Linked DNA regions of Mus musculus: all the other regions are linked to region 1. Evidence: chromatin contacts called from public Hi-C data. All regions are on one chromosome and are shown on one strand. The core of a region is the stretch at or near the end of the contact, and the rest is flanking DNA. Distances in the headings are between cores, read along the strand shown. Region 1 holds the start of A930019D19Rik (RIKEN cDNA A930019D19 gene). Region 2 overlaps Ralgapa2 (Ral GTPase activating protein, alpha subunit 2 (catalytic)). Region 3 overlaps Cfap61 (cilia and flagella associated protein 61).

What was found. Hi-C and Micro-C count contacts between places; a contact is called where the count stands out from the background.
Region 2: a contact with region 1 is called in a Hi-C map of cerebellum, with 4 times the contacts expected there. The contact joins the enhancer-like site here to the promoter of A930019D19Rik in region 1. A contact is called at or near these places in 6 of 39 promoter capture datasets (the C10 cell line, HPC-7-derived erythroid cells, cranial neural crest and 3 more), 1 of 15 datasets of contacts at CTCF or cohesin (pro-B cells), 9 of 484 Hi-C or Micro-C datasets (the N1E-115 cell line, cerebellar granule neurons, cerebellum and 5 more), 3 of 115 datasets of contacts at active chromatin or transcription factors (all in embryonic stem cells) and 3 of 9 other capture datasets (adipose tissue, liver and pancreatic islet).
Region 3: a contact with region 1 is called in a Hi-C map of cerebellum, with 1.6 times the contacts expected there. The contact joins the enhancer-like site here to the promoter of A930019D19Rik in region 1. A contact is called at or near these places in 1 of 39 promoter capture datasets (pre-B cells), 4 of 484 Hi-C or Micro-C datasets (the N1E-115 cell line, cerebellum, myocytes and 1 more), 1 of 115 datasets of contacts at active chromatin or transcription factors (neural progenitor cells) and 2 of 9 other capture datasets (adipose tissue and pancreatic islet).

The regions. Positions count from the first base shown.
Region 1 is chr2:146,257,807-146,260,931 of GRCm38.p6, forward strand. A930019D19Rik (RIKEN cDNA A930019D19 gene) reads left to right here and starts at 1,480. Exons shown (of 4, transcript NR_040619.1): 1 at 1,480-1,587; 2 at 3,070-3,125. Ralgapa2 (Ral GTPase activating protein, alpha subunit 2 (catalytic)) reads right to left here. Exons shown (of 41, transcript NM_001033348.3): 39 at 2,560-2,681.
Region 2 is chr2:146,380,582-146,383,706 of GRCm38.p6, forward strand. The region is part of intron 24 of Ralgapa2 (Ral GTPase activating protein, alpha subunit 2 (catalytic)); the gene reads right to left. Among named protein-coding and RNA genes, the nearest start is that of A930019D19Rik, 120 kb to the left of the region's middle. Within about 2 kb of position 1,655, at least 1 of the 459 cell types and tissues checked has an H3K27ac peak or open chromatin away from gene starts, as enhancers often do. A contact at or near this core is called in cerebellum, where this site is marked.
Region 3 is chr2:146,167,258-146,170,382 of GRCm38.p6, forward strand. The region is part of intron 25 of Cfap61 (cilia and flagella associated protein 61); the gene reads left to right. Among named protein-coding and RNA genes, the nearest start is that of Insm1, 53 kb to the right of the region's middle. Within about 2 kb of position 1,439, at least 41 of the 459 cell types and tissues checked have an H3K27ac peak or open chromatin away from gene starts, as enhancers often do. A contact at or near this core is called in the N1E-115 cell line, cerebellum, myocytes and 1 more, where this site is marked.

The sequences.
Region 1 (3,125 bases), core at 230-2,729:
CTGCACATCTCTCTACAGTGGGGCTGTGCTGCTCTCTGGCTGTGCTGTATTATACAGTGCAGTACCTTCCTTAAAGACTGTATCCTAGGGAAGCCTGTCATATGTATGTAAAGCGCTTGGGCGCCCACGTCCCTGCTTTGATGATGTAAATGGCCACAGACAGTTTGACTGGACCCTGTGTGTAAGAAGTTCAGGGTCCATTTTTCCAGGTGGTCTGGAAGAACAGACTTCACCTCAGTCTCTGAGTGTAAGTTGGCTGGGCTGGGCTCATCTGGTTTTGACTGTGTTTGTCCTAAGAAAATAAAAAAACCACTATGAATAAGTGAAAAGTCTTTTCCTCTGTGAAAATAGGGGTGAAGCTGCACATACACCAGGAAGAATACAGCTCTGAGAGGTGCCCCTGCACAGATGAGGCTGTGAACCCCATTCTCACTGCACTGCCCTCACACTGCAGTTCAAATAGATTGCATTTCTATCTCTTTCCTTATCACTGTGAAGGGCAAGCAGAAGTTGTGAACATGACGGGATGCGGTGCTGATGTTGATCTGAAGGATAAAATCCATTTGCTTTGGTGTTCTATATTTGGTTTCTTGCCCCATATATAAAAGTTCTAATGTCTGTCCTGACAAGCTGTTGGAATTTTTACTAAATAATTAAAGAAAAAAAAAACAGGACATTCTCTAAAACAAAACAAAACAAAAAACAAAAAAACAAAATCTACCCTTCTCCAAAGTGGTCACACAAATCAAAATGCTCCTACAGTCCTAAGAACTGAATTGGTTGAACTTTATTTATACAGAGGCTAAAATATACATAGAAAATAACAGCCATCATTATTTCAATAACATTGATCATCATCAACTTTAAAAATAAAAAGTTAGGAAATATAAACATTTATCATTTCATTTTTTTCTTTTATTTTTAAGAAATGAAATGTTTTCTTAGAAGTTAAAAAAAAAAAAAAACAACAAAAACAAAACCAAAAACAAAAAAAAACAAAAAAAAAAAAAACCAAGAAACAAACCCAAAACCAAAGCCTCTGCTGAGAAACGCCGAGTCCCAGCGTCTCCAAAGGATGGGAAGAGACTGAATGGAGCTGGAAAGCATTAGCTTGCTGTGGATTCCTCCTGTTCTTTCACTGAAAAATTAGACACAATTTTAAACCGCTAGCCAGACTGGGTATGAAATCTTCATTTCCCTTGAAACAGATTTTTTTCTTGTCTTAGATAGAATGCTGGCAGAGCGTATAAAAGAATTCAATTCACAGCTGTTCTACTTTTTTTAATGTAAGAAACATTAATCAAAGCTTTAAGTTATAAGCTTTTCTCATGTTGCTCAGTATCCCAGTTCAACAAAGATCAATAGAGGCCATCCCTGTGTTTCTCTCGCCTCACCAGGAAGCAGAGGCGTGATTATGTAAATGGAGCTCTGCACCTCTGCCAGCTTGCTTATCTCCCAAGCCTTCTGCCTGCTGCTCCTGGCTTCCCAAGCAAGTGCCTGCCTCTCTCTCTTATCTCCCAACAAAGCTCCAAGAGGCACGGCCTGAAGCCAGCGATGTTAAACAATGACGCATGGCTGATTTTATTTGTAAGTGATTTATTTCACTGAATTTAATTTTTTTCACTTTGTGTGTAAGATATTTGTTAACAAGTCAGCACAGGAGAAGCAAGCCTGGTTCAGAAGCAATTAACACAGGCTAGAAATCTATTAAGCATCCTTATAGCTATGCTGAAACCAGGGAAGGTGAGGGAAGCCCCTCATTGAGATTTTCAACATGCTGTACACTAAATATTCCACTTACTGTCTGACAGGCAATTAATCTGTAACAGCACATGAAAATAATTTACCAGTAATAATTTTATTCTTTAAAAAAACCTGTAATAATCATACCAACAATTTAAGTGGCAGGACATACTTTTTTCAAATTGATAGTATTATATAGAAATAGTATGTATCTAAAAATAAGGGAATCCATGGAAAATTCCACTGACCTACTAAATGAAAGCCATTATAATTTACTTTCTAAAGGCTCCACACCAGGTGCTGCTGTGGTCAGTGGCTTGTCCACATGACACTGGTGTACGAGGCCCTCTGTAATGACAGGCCTGGGGACACTGTCCTTCCCTGTCTCTGGCAGTAATCCCTGACCCTGGTATCTCAGCAGCATAATCCCCATTTAGCATTAGAGCGACGGCTTCAACTGTGAGGAACTCTTTTCTGATAAGTATGCAGTGATTTGGGCATCGCTTTTAAACACCATATTCCCAGCTCAGCAAGAAACTCACACTCCTGAATGAACCGGAGCACATTATTGAGAAAAAGTTCATTAACCTTGCTAGATTCGAGGGTTAACAGGATAGCAGAAGAAAGGAACACAGCGAACAGCTCGGATACAAAACAAATTAAAATGAATGTCATCATTCCTTTTGAAATTCATTAGTTGATTCAGAGGGGGAACGTTCTTCTTAAATTTGCAAGCATTTATCTGTGAAAAACAGGTGTACATCTGCTACTCAATACGTCTTAAGCGGGAGGGAGGAGAATCATGTAGACACTCACCCGTTCCACTGACAGAGTAGCTGGGAGAGGGAGAAAAGACTTGAGCAGCGAAATCCTCAAATGTCATGACTTCCCGGTGGTTTTGAATTATTGCTTCCAGATACAGAGCTCGCTCTTCGTAGCTTCGGTAATTAGTTAAGGAGACAAACACACGTGCAATTTTGCATGCAGAGCAGTGGGTGATTTGTTTTAAATGCAGTTACTCAGCTTTCCCGTTCTAATGCTCATCACTTACCCTTGGAAACTCTTCAGCATTTTGCCAGAAAATTAAATATTTGTCACATATAATAGTGAGATGCTAGTTCTTAAAACCTAGGTTTCTTTCAGGTAACATCATATATAATATTACACACACACACACATATATAAATATAAAATGTTACAAAATTATAGCAAAGTGCTGATTATTATACCATCTCGAAGGCTGGCTCAAGCCAGGAGAGAGGTGGTCGAGTAGACCAACATTGGAATGGTATGGCGTGACAGCCTTCCTCTTCACTCCGGATCTAGGTAACAAGGATTCTCATCTCAATCTAAGGACACAAGGAACTGATACTTCAAGTAAG
Region 2 (3,125 bases), core at 405-2,904, 120 kb after region 1:
ATAGATTCAGATTAGTCCTTTTCCCCTCATAGTACAAAACTATGGCTTTAAAAATTCTTTTTAAAATGGAAGAATCACACATCTGATTAGTATTAACAAATTTAGGGTAAAATTTATAATTGTATTTTCTTAGTCCACATAGATAGCATGTTCAAATTATATAAAATATATAATTATAAAATGTGAGAAATTTAGAACATGATAAATATTTTCTATCCAGCTGTTTTGAAATTACTACGTTGTGAATAGTTTTACGGGTTTTATTACTTCAGCCCTGAAGTCTAATTCTTGTACACCATTCAGAATCCCCAGGTTCTCTGGTAGAAACCATGGTGGAACTATGATCTGTCCTGTTTTTTTTTTTTTTCCCTGAGAGATTAGAAATCTGGAAAATTGTTTAATCTCTCATTCATGGAAAAGCTATAAAAGAAAAAGTGGATATTCTCTGTAAAGCAGTAATGTCCCTGTGTCATGAGCCAGTGGTACTGTGTGGAAAAAAATAGGACACAATTTTGAGTTGGGATTGTAATGACCAAAAAAAAAAAAAAAGAAAGAAAAAAAAAAGGTCAAAATAAAAATCACTACTTTCTAAAAAAATTCTTTTAAAATGAAACTTCTATAGCGTGAGCTCTTATACTGAGAAAATCAAGATTATACACTAGGTGTCATATAAATGTCTAAATGCGAAAGTGTGTACTCTACTGTGACAGCACTGAATTAAAATTCTGAGTCAAGATTTCTGTAAAAATAGCTTACCATACAAAATCAGCATGGCAGAGAAGTAACAAAATTATTCCCTTTGATATGAGACAAACAAGACAAGTAAAAATAAGTCTCTGCCTTCCACTGGGTTTGCTATGATAATTCTTTTTCCATAAGTGAATACTCATATCAGTTTAGCTTTAACTATGCTGAAGAACTTATACATATCTAGCACACAAAGTTCTAGTTATAAGGGTAAATTTCTAGCAAAGAGCAGTTCTTTGTTTGAGAAAAGGTGATGCAATGATTACATATCACTGCATGATGCAGGCTGTCTGAGGTTATTAGAAGAGCCAGGTATGGCCAATTTACAAGGATCACCCCTGCACCTTGCTTTCATAGCTCACCCGTGAGTCCTACACTCACTGAGGAGACCCTGGGGATCTCTTTACAACCGACTGTTTATTATTATATTATTCCATCATATACCTCTTGAGAGGAGGCTGTAACATCCGTTAAGAAAAAGCATAAACTTATTTTGATTTCTAAGATAGAATAATCCTATATATATAGTACCTAAAATTATATATATTTTTAATATTGGTATAGTTAAAAAGTACACTCAAAGAGCAAGTTAAAATATTCTTAAAACAAGTGACATATTATTGGCTACAAAATAAGTGACTAAAGTTAAAAGAGAAAAACCCCAGTTGGGTAAGTTTAATGCGGCAGGTTTATGTAGGAGATGAACTGAACTGTTGTTATCCTGCATTTCCAGGACTCAGCAGCACTATGGAGCAGAGTTGTAGATTATGCCAGAATCTTACATGTAGACAACACAATCTGTTTTGCAGAGCGTTTGAGGACAATTGACAGCAGTGTCAGCTGGCTTACAGAATTTCCAGAAGTGTCAAAGAACCAACCATGAGTCTCAGCAGTGAAGGAAAAGACAGCAGACACACCCAGCTACACTCTAAGCTGAGAAGGCTGGCACTAGCAGAGATCCTGCTGTTTGCAGTGATGCTAGTGTCTGGGCAGAACTTCCAAAGATTAGAGGGCCCAGCTCCTTCAAGATGCTGTCCCACTACTCCCCATGTCTTTCAAATACTATGCCAAACTAGTTGCAAGGAGTCTGGCTCATTCAGAGTTCAGCCTTCCAGCATCTATCATTGAGTTAGGTGAAAAGCAAGTAGGACCATAGGACCACAAGACATTCCTGGATCATGGGTATAAAGAGCAAATCACTACTTATGTCTGACCCACAACACAGGGAGTAGACATTTCTCCACTTGTAATGTATGTTTTTCAGTCAGATCATTATATTAAAATGTAAGATGGCAGATGGGTAATGAAACAAACACAGTACTCAATTATTGGAAAAATGAAATACATGAGGTTCTTGGAACTACTGCACTAATTGCCCTCAATCTTCACATAAGGACTCACAGTTACTAAAGGAAGTAAAACTCTATGATTATGCTCCTCTTACACTATGGAACCAGGGCCTGGTGAGGCCAAATGACTTGGCTAAGACATGAAGGCCAAGACGAAAACTCAGCCCTCCTGAAGGCTCTTTACAGTTATACTTTATCATATCATATTCTACCATATCAAAAATTATGCTGATATTATTCAAATTTGTATGTCAATGATTATTGTAGAGCAGAACTATATACATTCTTCACCTGAGGAAAGTTTCATGCTGGTTTTCTTTTTTCTGCCTTAGAAAATATGATAATATAGCATTATAGACTACAATGACAAAGATCCACATTTCCCGAAATTTCTATATGCAAATTTGTAACAATAACTTTGTTTTACTGTAAGTTTTGCATTTAAAAGAGAACTTAACTTTGATGTATAACAGACAAATTAAATTATATTAAGACGGTAAATCTGTAAGTCATTGTTAAAAAATAGTTTACTTATTTTAAGAAAAGAAAACTTTCCAGTCTTTGATATATGTTCTTACAAACATGAAAATAAAATTCCTTTCCTCAACTGTCCTTTTCCATTTCACACGTATTGATCTTTCCATATGTTTTAAATAATCATGAAATTAATAGGAAATGTTTTTAATAAATCCAAATCATAGTTCCTTTCATGTCAAAATATTTTGGGGAAGACTAAGGTGAAAAAGCTGCTTAAACATTAGGACAAACTGAGAGCAACCAAGAACAGCTTTAGAAGAGAAGTGGAAAAATGACAGCAACTGGGAAGGTATCTGAAGGTCAGAGGGGACTCTGAGAGGAGTATGAAGGGGAAGGAATATGGCCCAGCAAAACCAAACAAGGGAGGAATGAGATCAAGGAGTGTTTGACTAACAAGTTAGCTGTCAGTCAATGGAAAAGACAAGCCCAATGGGTCCAGAAAGCTTTTCTGTGAATTCTAACATCCTTTTGAATACATGGCATTTGGCAAAA
Region 3 (3,125 bases), core at 189-2,688, 91 kb before region 1:
CTGTAAACTTCCCCATTAGGGTTGCTTGCATTTTATCCCATGGGTTTGGTTATGGTGCGTTTTCCTTTTTTTATTCAATTCTAGAAATCTTTAAGTTTCCTTCTTGATTTCTTTGATGACCCCCATTCAGTGGTGCAGTGTCCAGTCTTTGTGAGTTTGTGTTTACTCTATAGTTTCTCCTGCAGTAGTTCTCAGATTCCATCCCATTGCGGTCAGGTAGAGGATGAGAACTTGTCTGTATCTCCTTATATTTTAAAAACCTGTTTTGCTTCCTAGTGCATAAATTGTTATAGAAAGAGTCCTGTGAGCTACTGAGAAAAGTGTGTATCCTGTAGTGTTGGGATGGAATGGTCTGTAGATACCTGTTAGGTCAGAAGAGCAATAATGTCATTTAACTGAGGGGCTGCTCTTTTTATCTATTTGTGTGTAATTCACCTGTCAGCGAGAGTGAACAAATAAATAAATAAATAAATAAATAAATAAATAAATAAATAAATAAATAAATAACAGGTATTTAAAAAGCAAATTCATTTTCTTCTTAGCTCATGATAGGACTCCATCACTGCTGCCAGTCAATGTTCCTTGAAACATCTGAGTTCCAGGGACTCTTCCTTCCTTCCTTCCTTCCTTTTAAACAAAACCTACTCAGTGGTAAATGAGATGCTAGCAATCTAATGTGGAAAAAAAAAAAGAATGTTTTCCCATTCAGCCAGAGTCAAAGCCCCAGCTGACTTGTTTTCTCCCTGAAACACTGGTGAGCTGGAGGCCAGGAGTCAGGGCGCAGCTGTTGTCTGATGATGCTAATAATTATAAAAGTTAATTTGGTTGGTCGGTTAAGAGTGGATGTTCAGGATGGCCAAATAAGACTGGACAGTACTTGATAACAGGCAGTGCCGATTGACATCTGTCAGAAAGAAGCAGGGGGTAGGAAGATGCTGGCCACGCATTTGTAAGCGAGGCCCTGAGGATCCCACCATGCCTTGGCAGGCATGTACCCACGCAGCTGCAGCCACATTCTTCTCAAGTGCCACAAAGTACTGCCAGGCCGAGGCGCTGATTCTTGGCCCAGTACTGTTCTCCCTGCCTGTTGTCAGACAGGCTGACTTGGCCCTTTCCACGCAGGGTGAATGGCTCAGCTGATTTTGGCCAAGATCTGATTACCAATTGTTTTCCTGACCTTGGCTGCACCAGCCATGTGTCTCATTCCAAGACAGCTGCATTTCCTCAGCCATCCACCACACTGAGGACACCTTCCTCCCTGTTGGCAGGGCTGATGGTATCCAGTGCTCTGTGTTTCTCCAAGAACAGCTCCTTTCTGATTCAGAGAAGCTCTCGGGACCTTTGTGAGACCCCCATGACCTCAGGAGCAGAGACTCACTTAGAGCCACGAGGGAATGTGGGGTGACAACTGAGCAGTCAGCCAGAGTGATGCACAGCAGGCGGCGGCCACAGGGCCATAGCAGCTGGGGTTCTGCAGCCCAGGCTGGCTCAGCTCAGCTCGTCTGTGCTTTATTCTTTGTCTCTACCTCACATGCCAGGACAAACTACTGGCACTATAGAGGGAGAACTAATTCTCTACTTGGGTGTGTAAGAACTATTTAACCCACTGTGTGTGTGTGAGAGAGAGAGAGACAGACAGACAGACAGACAGACAGACAGAACCGATTCGCCAGAAGGCAAGGGAGAACACTCCTCACTACTCTGTGCCTTGGGGCAGGATATTTGATTGTGATTGATTGATTGATTGATTTACCACTTTGGAAAAATAATATAGACCTTTTTAAATCAACCACCATTTTAAAAATCACATAATATGTCACTAAAATCTGTTCCTTCCCCAATCTTGTCCTTGAAGCATTTGTATAGCTGACATCCCAGGTGTGCATATATCATGCACACACACTCACATGTACACTCACATATGCACACAGACACATACACATAGGCACAGAGCCACACGCTCAAGCCTGCCAGTGTCTGTCTTAAGTCCCTTGACAGGTTTACAGTAAACAGGACCTTCTTCCTGGCTGGGTCTGCTCCTCCTTCCCAGGTCATCAGAGGTGGCAGCAACCTCAAGGAGAAGGCCAGGTGGGAGAGAGTGGCTGGCTGAGGCAGTCTGCTGAGATGTGGCCTGTCACAGACTTTAACAAGGCGTTCACCACATTTTTTTTTCCTGCTTTCTTAACTGTAGCTCATCTTTTTAGCCTCACTTATGGATGACCCTGCAAAAGAAAGGTCATGCCTGCTGACTCCCCCACCCCTTACCCTTAATTAGCAGTCTGTAGCATCCTTTGTCCTCTCAGCCTGAATGGGTCTTGCCCCAGCTTCATTGTGGGAGCCCATCAGATACTCATAGCCTTGATTAAATCACCTCCTTTCACATCTTAACATCTCAGCTCTCAAAGCGGCCCTGACGGCCTCTCCCCCTGTGAGCAGCGCCATCTCTCCCGCACGCTTCCTGAACACTCCACAGCCTACTTTTAGTGGGTAAGTGCTGCTCTGCACAATATTCTAAATGGAGCTCGAGCAGGCCCTTTAAAAGGCTGCCATTACCTTTTTGAACTGTCAGACTCCAGAAGTTGTTCCCTCAGGAAAGCTACCTTGTGCGGTCTCTCTCTTTGGAACTGCAAAGTAGGATGCAGCAGGCCCACGGCCTACAGTCCCCTAATTATTAGCCTTCAGTCAAGGCCATGTGCTTATGACTGGAAGCTGGATGGAGCACACACACGTTCTCTCTCTCTCCCTCCCTCTTTTTCTCCCTCTCTTTCTATTTTTTAAATGCTCCATGGCCTTTTGCTATTGTAAGGTAGTAACTTGAATACTAAACTTCTATACCCATCTCCAGAGACCTTTCAAAATCTAACTACCAATAATAAATTATTATTATTATTACTATGTTTTGAAGAGATGGGGCATAAAGGGAGGTCTTCAGGTCATGGGGTGCTCCCAACAAGTAGGACAAGGCTCTTTTTTTCTCTTGTCCTGATCATGAGGTGAACAGTTTTTCTAGCCACCTTCCCTCCAAAGCTATTCAGTGCCTCCACCAGAGGCCTAAACAGCAGTGGGTGGACCCAGCCAAGGACTGGAGTCCTGGGGTGTGTCCTCCTGAGGAGATGCACCAGCTC